Regions from separate parts of the Sus scrofa genome. Here region 2 is linked to region 1. A link is a contact called in public targeted proximity ligation data. All regions are on one chromosome and are shown on one strand. The core of a region is the stretch at or near the end of the contact, and the rest is flanking DNA. Distances in the headings are between cores, read along the strand shown.

Region 1 (4,942 bases), core at 1,317-3,816:
ACCACTGGTATTGAAATGACATTTGGGAACTTTATTGGTCGGCCAGGTGACTCACTTCCTTAGACAACTTTTCTAACCCCTTATCACAGCTGGGAAGGGAAACAACCCCTGGAAGCAAGATGAGATGGACAGGGCCGCTGAGAGTCAGCATCCAATCTTCTGTGTGACTCTGTGGTCCCTGTGGTGCAGACCTTCTCCAATCAGTAGGCGGGAGGATCTATTCCTTGAAGGTTTTTCATGAGGCCACCCTTGAAATGCCCACTCCTGCGACAGACACCTAAGCCCTCACTCTCCCTTCTCAATCCCAGCAGAAGCGCAGGCCAATCTCACCCCTGGGTGTGTGCACGGAGCAGCCCCAGGACACGCCTGCAGAGCTCCCTGCTGGCTTCACCCGAAGCTCTCATTAGAACTCTATCTTCGGGAGTTCCCATCGTGGCTCAGTGGTTAGCGAATCCGACTAGGAACCATGAGGTTTCAAGTTCGATCCCTGGCCTTGCTCAGTGGGTTAAGGATCTGGCGTTGCCGTGGGCTGTGGTGTAGGTTGCAGACGCGGTTCGGATCCAGCATTGCTGTGGCTCTGGTGTGGCCCGACGCTACAGCTCCGATTCGACCCCTAGCCTGGGAATCTCTGTGTGCCGCAGGAGCAGCCTAAGAAATGGCAAAAAAGACCAAAAAAAAAAAAAAAAAAAAAAGAAAAGAAAAAACTCTACCTTCGGACACCAGCCCCAAAATGCATCTGAGAAAGGGGTGAGATGTTTAGGTACAAAGGTAACTGATGCTGATAACCCTTTGAATAAAGCCCGGGTTCTTCAATATTGCCTATGTTTTAGCAACAATACATCCTATGCCAGAATTTTCAACTTTCTATAAAGAACTGGGGAAAGGAAAAAATTAAAAACAAGATAGGATAGATCTAAAAATCTAAACTACCTAAGTTAAGAGCGGGGCGGGAGGGGGTGTTAAGAGGTCCATATTTGGCCTAAAAAAATTTTTCACTGTTCTCAGAAGTGAAATGTAATTTAGTTTTAAGTTTAAATTTCCTTAAATAAACATTTATAGTTAAAGCCATAGTCTGAAATGTAGAAGATCCTAAAAATGGCATTTGTACAGCAAGGTCTCATCTTGCAATAAGAAATGTTATCCCACAAAATTAAATTCCAGAGGATGGGAGGTAGAAACCAGCTCCTTGCCTATGATTTGATCATGAGAAGCAGTCAATTCTCCTGAATATAATATACATTATTGTGGCAGATCAACGAATCAAGCCACAAATAAAGCCACTTCTTATACTTAGAAAATATGAAATGAGTTTCTCACAAGTGCGCTGAAACGATGAAAACTAAATTCATTCATCATACCAACAGTAAAAATATCAGCATTCACTTTTATTTAAAAAAAGAAAAATCAAAGGACAAGGAACAAGTGATCTGGTCTGAGTGAAGATGCCAAGCAGCCAACACCAAGCAGCCAACAGCAGGGAATCCAGCGTCCAGGGGTGGGGGTGGTGGGTTGTTTACAAGCAAGGCTCTGGGGAGCAGAGAGGAGACCCCCCTCAGAAGGAAAAAAGCAGGCAACAAAGCAGAAGCTGGCAGGGCTGTACTTGTGCCAGAAGGCTCTGCTTTCCCAGCTAACGGCTCCAGAATCCATCTGGCAGCTCCAACCACCCTCACACAGGGGCATTCAGCTGCCCCCAGGCTGTGGATGCCTAGGAGTCTGCACATCCACCCCATGCTCATACCTGCAATCCACCTCAGAGCAAAGTGCTAAAGCCCCAGGGTGGGTATGTGTGTGTGTGTGAGATTTCTAATTCAGACACATCGGAGAGCTACAGACACTATGGCCCAGTGGTGGCTGGGGGACACAGCAGCAATTCAGAATTCATAGTCAGATACAGGTTCTATTCAGTCTTCATGTGGAGACAAAGGACACCAGGCTGAACATAGTGTGTGAGAAGCCAGAAGCTGTGCAGAGCTCTGTTCTACATCAGCCGCACTGTTGGGGGGGCGGCGGGGAGGGAAGCAGTATTATTGGGGGGAGGGGGATATATTGCCACAGTTTTCCATCCTTTCCTACTCCTCTGATTCAACCTATTCTATAACGTGAAACCTTATGTTAGAAGAAGTCTTGTGACATCTAGTCTGGAACCACATAGCTTTATAGGCTCCAAGTGCTACATATCTCATGCTTGGAAAATATGCAAATCAACTGAAGGAACAGACCAAACACTTTTTCCAAAAATTAAGTTCCAACTTGGTTTTACACTCTTTAAATCTGCTATACTAGGTACTCACCTGGTGAAACAATATTTTAAAAGTAGTGTTACTGTAGCAATAAAGTGAAATTAAAATTTTCTAGCCCATTAGAGACGACAGAAGAACCTAGAACTCTTCCTACCATAAAAGTTACTAAATAAACCTCTGCTCTGCTCTGGGAAACCAACCACTCAGAATAACTCATTTCCTGTCTTTCTCGAATAACAGCGGTTTCAGAGATTCCAAACCACATGCTCACTGCACCGAACTTTAAAGCCACCCCACATGGTACTTAGGAACAAGAGATCAGCAAAGAGCCGCTGTCAGACATCACCACGTGTCCTGTATCCTAAGGAGAGGCCATAGCCCATGGGCCACGCTGGGCCTTGACAAGCGCCAGGGCCCAAGGGGAAGGCCGCAGGCAGCCAGGCCTCCTTAGCGCCTCACAGAAAGCAGGGGCGTGAGAACCCCGTGCTGCTCAAATGCAAGGCTCAGCTAACATCGACAAGGCAGGAAGCTAAGAAAAAGAAAACTGACCACCACTAAGAATAAAAAGAACAAATTCTCCAGGTCTGTTTTCGGGGGGCGGGGTGAGGGGGTGTTTCTCCCTGGAAGGGGGGGGCGGAGGGAAGAGGAGGGGAGGGGGAGCAGCACCTTATCAGCGCTCCCTGCCACCTGTCACAGCAGGGCAGACAGCACACCCACCCAAGGGTCTAAACTGTCCCACCCAGCTGTCCCCTATCACACACCACTTCCTAAGACAAGGTTCCGGGCTCTCCTGTGAAGAACCCTGTCGTGTTACTGTCCCCTTGTCAGGAACACTGCTGACCAAATGTAAACCCTAAAAAGGCCTCTCGGGAAGAGTACTACACACCTTTTACAAGCATGTGACATCACAGCCCTGAGAAGTCATGGCTGCCTCCCCTTCATGAGTGTCCCCCTAGCACCTGAGATTCATTCAGAGCTCACCCTCCACACCCACAGGAGCCCTGCTCCAATAAAACCTCTTCTGAAAAAGTGGGGGTGGGTATTGGGCCAGATGAAAGCATTTCACTTCATTTTAGATAGAAAGTCTGGAGAGAAATGGACTTGTTCTCTCAGGCTTCTGGGTCAGGGAGTCATGGTGAGGCTGTCCGTGTCCCCCCCACACACCCATGGGGGCAGCCATGAGTCACCAGGCCCCTCCCACCATCAGTACCCCTCACCCACCACCCCGAACCTTGGCGGGGATGGGGGGGTGTGCTGAGCAACAGCACATAAGAGGGGGAGTGGGGGGCCGGAAGGCGGGGTAGCCGATCTTCACCCACTCCACTCAGACCAGGCTGGTGCTCAGGAGGGAGCAGGCGGACAGACAGAGGAGCAGAGCCCGGGGAAGGAGAGAAGCCCTTTACTCCAAAGGCTGCAGGAGAAGTCAGAATGGGCAGTGTCCCTCCATCCGCCCAGACTCCTGGAGGCTGGGACACACGAGTGCCGAGTGCCGGCTGGGGTCCTGGAAACACATCCTGGTGCTGACGCTGAAGACAAGAGTGCAGACTCCAGGGGGCGGGGGGCTGCCCCTTCAGCCAATCGCTGGAGCTGTGAACCAATGTGGGAAGGCCCTTCACCACCCTACCCCAGCCACCCTGAGGCCAGGCCCCACCCAGGCTCGAGGCCACGCCCTCTTTCCAGCCAGGGACCAGCACAAAGCACTCTCCCCTGGGAGCCATACCCACACACACATTCCCTGCCTGTCTCAGAACCCAGTAACCCCCCAAGAGAGACGCCCACCTGCAGTGCCCCCCACCCCAGGCACAGCAGGGGTATCTGGGAGCCCAGCCCTGCAACACACCAGCAGGCACTGCTTCATGGAATCCTGCAGCCTCATCAGCTACTATCCTCCTACCCTCGGCCATCTTTCAACTTAGGACACAGGCAGGAAAATCACTTTCACAACAGCTGTTGCCCAGGGTGTAAGGAGGTGGGGGCGGCAAGTAAGTGTGGACCCCAAAGCCTACACTTAACCCCGATGCCAATGGTTCTCTCCTTTCAGTCTCAGACTTCCTTCCACTCAAAAAAAATGTAGAACTCCAAGAGCTTGTGTTAGGTGAGTTACATCATTATTCACCATTTACCACATGAGAAATCTAAAAAGAGCAATTAAAGGGGATGGGACAGAGTAAAACTCCCTTGATAAGGAATCCCTTCCAACTTGGAGTCTGTGAAGACTATCACCCCCACCTCCTACATAAAATCAAAGGGTCAAAACTGCAAAGTTTACACTCAAAGAGTGTCAAGAGTCCTGGGGCATCTCAAAGTTGGATTTTGTGTGTGTGTGTCTTTTTAGGGCTGCATCCTTGGCCCATGGAGGTTCCCAGGTTTAGAGGTCAAATCAGAGCTGCAGCTGCCGGCCTACACCACAGCCACAGCCACGCCAGATCCAAGTCGAGTCTGTGACCTACACCACAGCTCACAGCAATGCCAGATCTTTAACCCACTGAGCCAAGGCCAGGGATCGAACCCACACCTCATGGATCCTAGATGGGTTCATTAACTGCTGAGCCACGACGGGAACTCCACAAAGTTGGATGTGATTCTCAGATCTTTCCTTTTTTCCCTTAAAATCTTTATGGCCTCAGGTGAGAGCAAGAACCAGTGCAGGCCTTGGTCCTCAGTCTCCTCCTCTGTACCACAGGGGCAACAGCTAATGGGGC
Region 2 (4,942 bases), core at 1,702-4,201, 42 kb after region 1:
CAGGCGAGAAAAAAACCTCAGGCACTCTTGCTCCGGATTGCATGCCACTGATGCACAGATTTCTTAATTCCTCAGGTTTGCATAATATGAGAGTTTCTCCTTAGCTACACTGACTGTAGTGACACTGTGCCACTGCCACCATGCCCAACACCTCCCAAAGATCGTGCTCAGCAAATGTACCTCAAAAGCTTGGGGAAAAGGGGAACCACAAGAGAGAAGTACGAGGGGAAGCCCTTGGCTATGAACCTGCCCCAACTGCCCCCATAAAGAATTCCTGACTCTTGGGAGTTCCCGTCGTGGCGCAGTGGTTAACGAATCCGACTAGGAACCACGAGGTTGCGGGTTCAATCCCTGCCCTTGCTCAGTGGGTTAAGGATCCAGCATTGCCCTGAGCTGTGGTGTAGGTTGCAGACACGGCTCGGATCCTGCGTTGCTGTGGCTCTGGCGTAGGCCAGTGGCTACAGCTCCAATTTGACCCCTAACCTGGGAACCTCCATATGCTGCAGGAGTGGCCCAAGAAATGGCAAAAAGACCAAAAAAAAAAGAATTCCTAACTCTTAAACCAATGAGGACACATTCAGGTCTCATTCTTTATTCTAACGATTAAAAAAAAAAAAAAAAAAAAAAAAAAAGGACAGTCAGCTTCTAATTTACTTCACCAGCACTCACACCCACCTTGACCCGAGAAGACACAAACAATCCAACTACTGTGTAACCAGGTCAAAACAAGTTCTGGCTAACTCACTTGGAAGACAACACTCAACACTCAGATTAAGCCAGAAAAACTGGGTTAGAAAAAAACTACCGGTGCTTAAACAAACACTGGGGCTCCGGAAAATGTTTTTAAGCCAGTGAGCAGACCACTCGGGGAGTTGCAACACAATCTTTTCCATAATTTTCCAAAGGCTTCCAAATTCAGTTGAGCCCAGCGGGCTGCGTTAACAGGGCTCCCTTTCAAATTCAAAAATCTGGCTGAGGCCCCAACTGTTAACCAACAAAACACATGCTAATTCACTAGAGATCACCTAAGAATACAGACTCAAGTTCAGGCCACAGGCCAGTACACAACCCAGGCCAGTACACAGCCCAGGCCAGGGGAAGCTAGGGCTGGGGAGAGGCCTTGGAGAAGCAGATAAGCCCTATTCACAAAGCAGAAAAGAGACAATAGGATCCACACTTAATTTGGCCTAAGAAAACGGTCTACAGTCAGCTTCCAACCCCCCCACACACACTCCCTCCCCCCCCTGTCCATTTTTAATGAGACAATGACAATTCTTCACAGCCAACCACAAAGCCCTGCTTCATAAGATATTTTTTTTCTGTCCCAATCTTGTACCCAGCTACAACACTCTAACAGGCTACAAAACACCCCCAGTGCAGATAACTTTGAGAAAGCTGTTCAGTAATAAGAAACAAATCAGGACTGGGGAGAATTTCACATTTGTTTCAAATTCTCAAGGCTTCCCCCTCAATTACCTACAGCTAACCCTCATTTCCAGAACAGCAGGGCTAGTCATATCTGGTGTCCAGGAAGTCTTCAGATTTGTTAGTTTCATTTACTGTTGGGGGCAAGTGGGGGGAGGGGGTGCTGTTAGAGAAAGACCTGGGGTGGGTGTGAAATCTGGGCATCCTCTTTGCTCAGAGGCTCTGCCTCTTTTCTGTTTCAATTACACACCTGTCAAACAGGTTATTCCTGGAATTTAGAGTGCATAATCCTCACACTGTAATTCTTCCTGCTCCTATTGCCCAAACACACATCCCTCCTGACTCCCCAAAACATGTACCCGTCAGTAGAATGTATGGTAGTTATGGAGTACTCCCAGGTAACACCACCAAACTCTGCTCCTCATTGAGCGCCTGGCCAGGATTCAAACGAGGAAACACGAAGACGATTCTCAAGGAGGCCAAAGCAGTGGTTTAGGATAATCACAGGCGAGGCCTGCCTATCCAGAATTTTAATTAACACACAAACTCAGAAGGCCAGATTTGGGAGAGACAGGGGGGAAAAAAAAATGTAGATTGATGCAAAAATGCTTTCCCATTTCCTTGAAAAAAAAAAAAGAAAAAGAAAAAAAAAAAAAGGTGCATGCCTAAGAGTGGAGCTTATTTCCTTATCTGAGAGCCAAGAAATGAGGTCTTTTAAGGCCAGTCTGAATATAAACTCTGCTGAAAACAGCGGGACGGCGAGGCCGGACCCCTCTTCCAACTTCGGCTGAGCCTCCGGGCGGCGGCGTGTCCAATCACCCTCCCCGTCGTCCCCGGATCAGAAGTTTCAACCCGTCCCCGGGAAACAAAGGAGGCGCCTGCACCGACCTTATAGACTTGTCCATAGGTGCCATTTCCCACCACTTCCACCAGCTCGAAAATCCCAGCCGGATCCTAAGGAAGAGAGGAGGATGGGTGAGCGTTGGAAAGCAGCACAACAATGAATAAAAGAAGCGGGGCAGCGGGAGAGAAAGGGCGGTGACCGAGGAGGTGGGCTTCGCCCGGCGCGAGGTGGCCGGCAACTGGGGGCCGCGATAGGGGCCCGGGGCGCGCGGGGTCGGGGTCCGGGCGGCGGCGCAGGCGGAGGGTCACGCCCCGGACCCCGCACACGCCGACTCGGGCAGACAAAGGGGCCGCCGCGCCCGCGGATCTGCCCACGGCGGCGCCCGAGCGCCCGGCCGGCCAGGGCGCGGCCCCGCTCCCGGCTCCCAGCGCCCCGCTCCCGGTCCCCCGGCCCCGCGGCGGCCACTCACCCGAAGGGAGGACAGGTCTATGTCCACCAGACTTTTCGCGGGGGAATCGTTCGCCATTTTCCCTTCTCGTCACCCCCAAATCGACCACAATCAATTCGTCTCTGGTGTGTCTCTCGGAGTCGCAGGCCCGGCCGGGTGGCGCGGGCCCGCGGGCGCGGCCGGGGGCGGCAGGCGGGAGCAAGCTCGGGCGCCGGGCGGCGGGCGGCGGCGGCGCTCACTCCATGGCCGGGGCGGCCGGCAGGCCCCCGGGCGTCGCCCGCGCCTCAGGCCCCGGCCCCGCGCCCCGCCGCGCGCCTGCACGAGCGGCCCGGAGCAGGGGCCGCGGCGCCGCCGAGAGTGGAGCCCGGAGCGCGAGGCCGCCAGACAAAGATGACCAGGAGGCGGAGGCGGAGGCGGGCGCGAGGCGGGGGGCGGGGGGCGGTGGCGGCGGGGAGGAGGAGAAACGGGACACCGAAAAGAGATTCTGAGGAGAGCCAACAGCTCCCCCTTTCCTCCTCCGGCAGGAAAAGCGGGCGGAAGCGCGCTCGCGCCTGGAGCCGGGCCGGGGGGGGGGGTCCGCGGCGCGGCGTGAATATTCAACAGGGGTGGGGCCCGGACAAAGGCCGCGCGGGAGCCGGGGTCTCGGGGCGGCGCGGGGGAGGGGGAGCACGCCCTTCCAGCACCCGCGACAAAGGCAAAGCGACCCGGACCCCCGGGCGCAGGGCCGGCCGACTCCTCCCTCCCGGAGCCCCGCCCCGCCGCGCCCGGCTCCGCCGCGATCCCCGCGGAGGAGGGTCCTCCAGGCGCCCTCGCCCCCGCTCTTCCCATCCCCTCCCCCACCCCCGGGTTCTAGTCGCTTAAGACCCTCATTTCCGGTTTCCCTACCTGGTTTCCTTGTCCTTTCTCTCCTTTTCCAGGCTACACCGAGGACCTGGTTAGGTTCGGGATTCACGGAGCATCATTTGTTTTGGCTGCCCGGTCCGGAGACTTTCGCTGGAAACTGAATCTCAAACAGCTCCTCTAATTGCCTTGTGTTGAGTACCTCGCTCAGTAAAGGTGAGCACCGTATTGGGAGCCAGAAGTGTTAACCCAAGTTTAGTGCCTAGAGATCACTGAGGATCCATCAAAGCTGGCTGCTTCCGGCAGCTTTGGCAGCCAGGCAGCAGTTAGGCAGTTTCATCCTATTAAACAAGAATATATGGTCTGCCCAACGGTCATTTGTGTCACATCACTCCACTGACAAAAACTTTCCGTGGCTTCCTATTACCTGCCAGACTGTGAATACAAGTTCTCAAACGTGAGCGCACCTTTGGAAAAACACTGACCGCCGACCCCACCTCCGGAGTCTGCAACGGATCACACTTTGAGAACTGGAGCCGCACTGGATGAAAACCCAAGGCCCTTCCAGAAAGGCTTCACAAACACGACCATCATTATCTACCAGTTCTTGGTTTACATGTAGTATCAATTTAATCTCTCCTTTAGCCCTAGGATGATGTTATCCTCATTTTAGAGAAGAGGAAACTCAAGTACTGAAAGAGAAGGAATTTTTCTAAATTCCTTAAAGGCATTTAAGCCTGGAAGTGGCACGGGGATTCTCACTAGCCTATCCCCAAAATCCAAATCTCTGACTCAGCCAAATTAGTCTTCTACCCAGAATGTTTAGCACTCTCCTGCCTCCCAACAGTTTGGTTTCCAAGATTTTCCACTATTGAGAATTTCTCAACAGGCTAAAATATCTTCAGGGAGTCCTAGAATCCATTGGTTAGGAAAATCGTAGTAGCCAAAGTCTCCCTATGAATTTAGTAGTGCTTTTAAATTATGTTGTTTTTTAATCTACCAACAGCAATGGAATTATCTATGAGTATAAATAATTTACACAGAGTTGGACTGGTGCACATATGACCTTTCAGACCATAGTACTAGTAATAAGATTTTAGGAGTTCCCACTGTGGCACAGTGGGTTAAGTATCCAGCTGCAGCAGCTCCGGTCACTGTGGAGGTGCAGGTTGGATTCTTGGCTCCACTGGGTTAAAGGATCCAGCGGCATTGCCGCAGCTGTAGCTTAGGTCAGAGCTGCAGCTCAGATTCAATCCCTGGCCTGGGAATTTCCATATGCCATGGGTTGGGCTATAAAAATAATAATAATAATTTAGTCGTATTTACTATTAATAATAGGTAACACATATGGGGTCCAAACAATGTGCTAAATCCTTTACATATAC

What was found.
Region 2: a targeted proximity ligation map of alveolar macrophages shows a contact between it and region 1. A contact is called at or near these places in 2 of 5 promoter capture datasets (fetal skeletal muscle and liver), 15 of 47 Hi-C or Micro-C datasets (alveolar macrophages, blood, embryonic fibroblasts and 8 more) and 2 of 2 datasets of targeted methods (alveolar macrophages and skeletal muscle).

What each region holds. Positions count from the first base shown.
Region 1 is chr3:52,604,620-52,609,561 of Sscrofa11.1, forward strand. All of the region lies in intron 2 of MAP4K4 (mitogen-activated protein kinase kinase kinase kinase 4), which reads right to left. Among named protein-coding and RNA genes, the nearest start is that of MAP4K4, 42 kb to the right of the region's middle.
Region 2 is chr3:52,646,529-52,651,470 of Sscrofa11.1, forward strand. It overlaps MAP4K4 (mitogen-activated protein kinase kinase kinase kinase 4), which reads right to left and starts at 2,952. Exons shown (of 29, transcript XM_021087163.1): 1 at 2,739-2,952; 2 at 2,314-2,379. The coding sequence starts at 2,795. LOC106509759 (a long non-coding RNA gene) reads left to right here and starts at 2,117. Exons shown (of 3, transcript XR_001307587.2): 1 at 2,117-2,400; 2 at 3,635-3,773.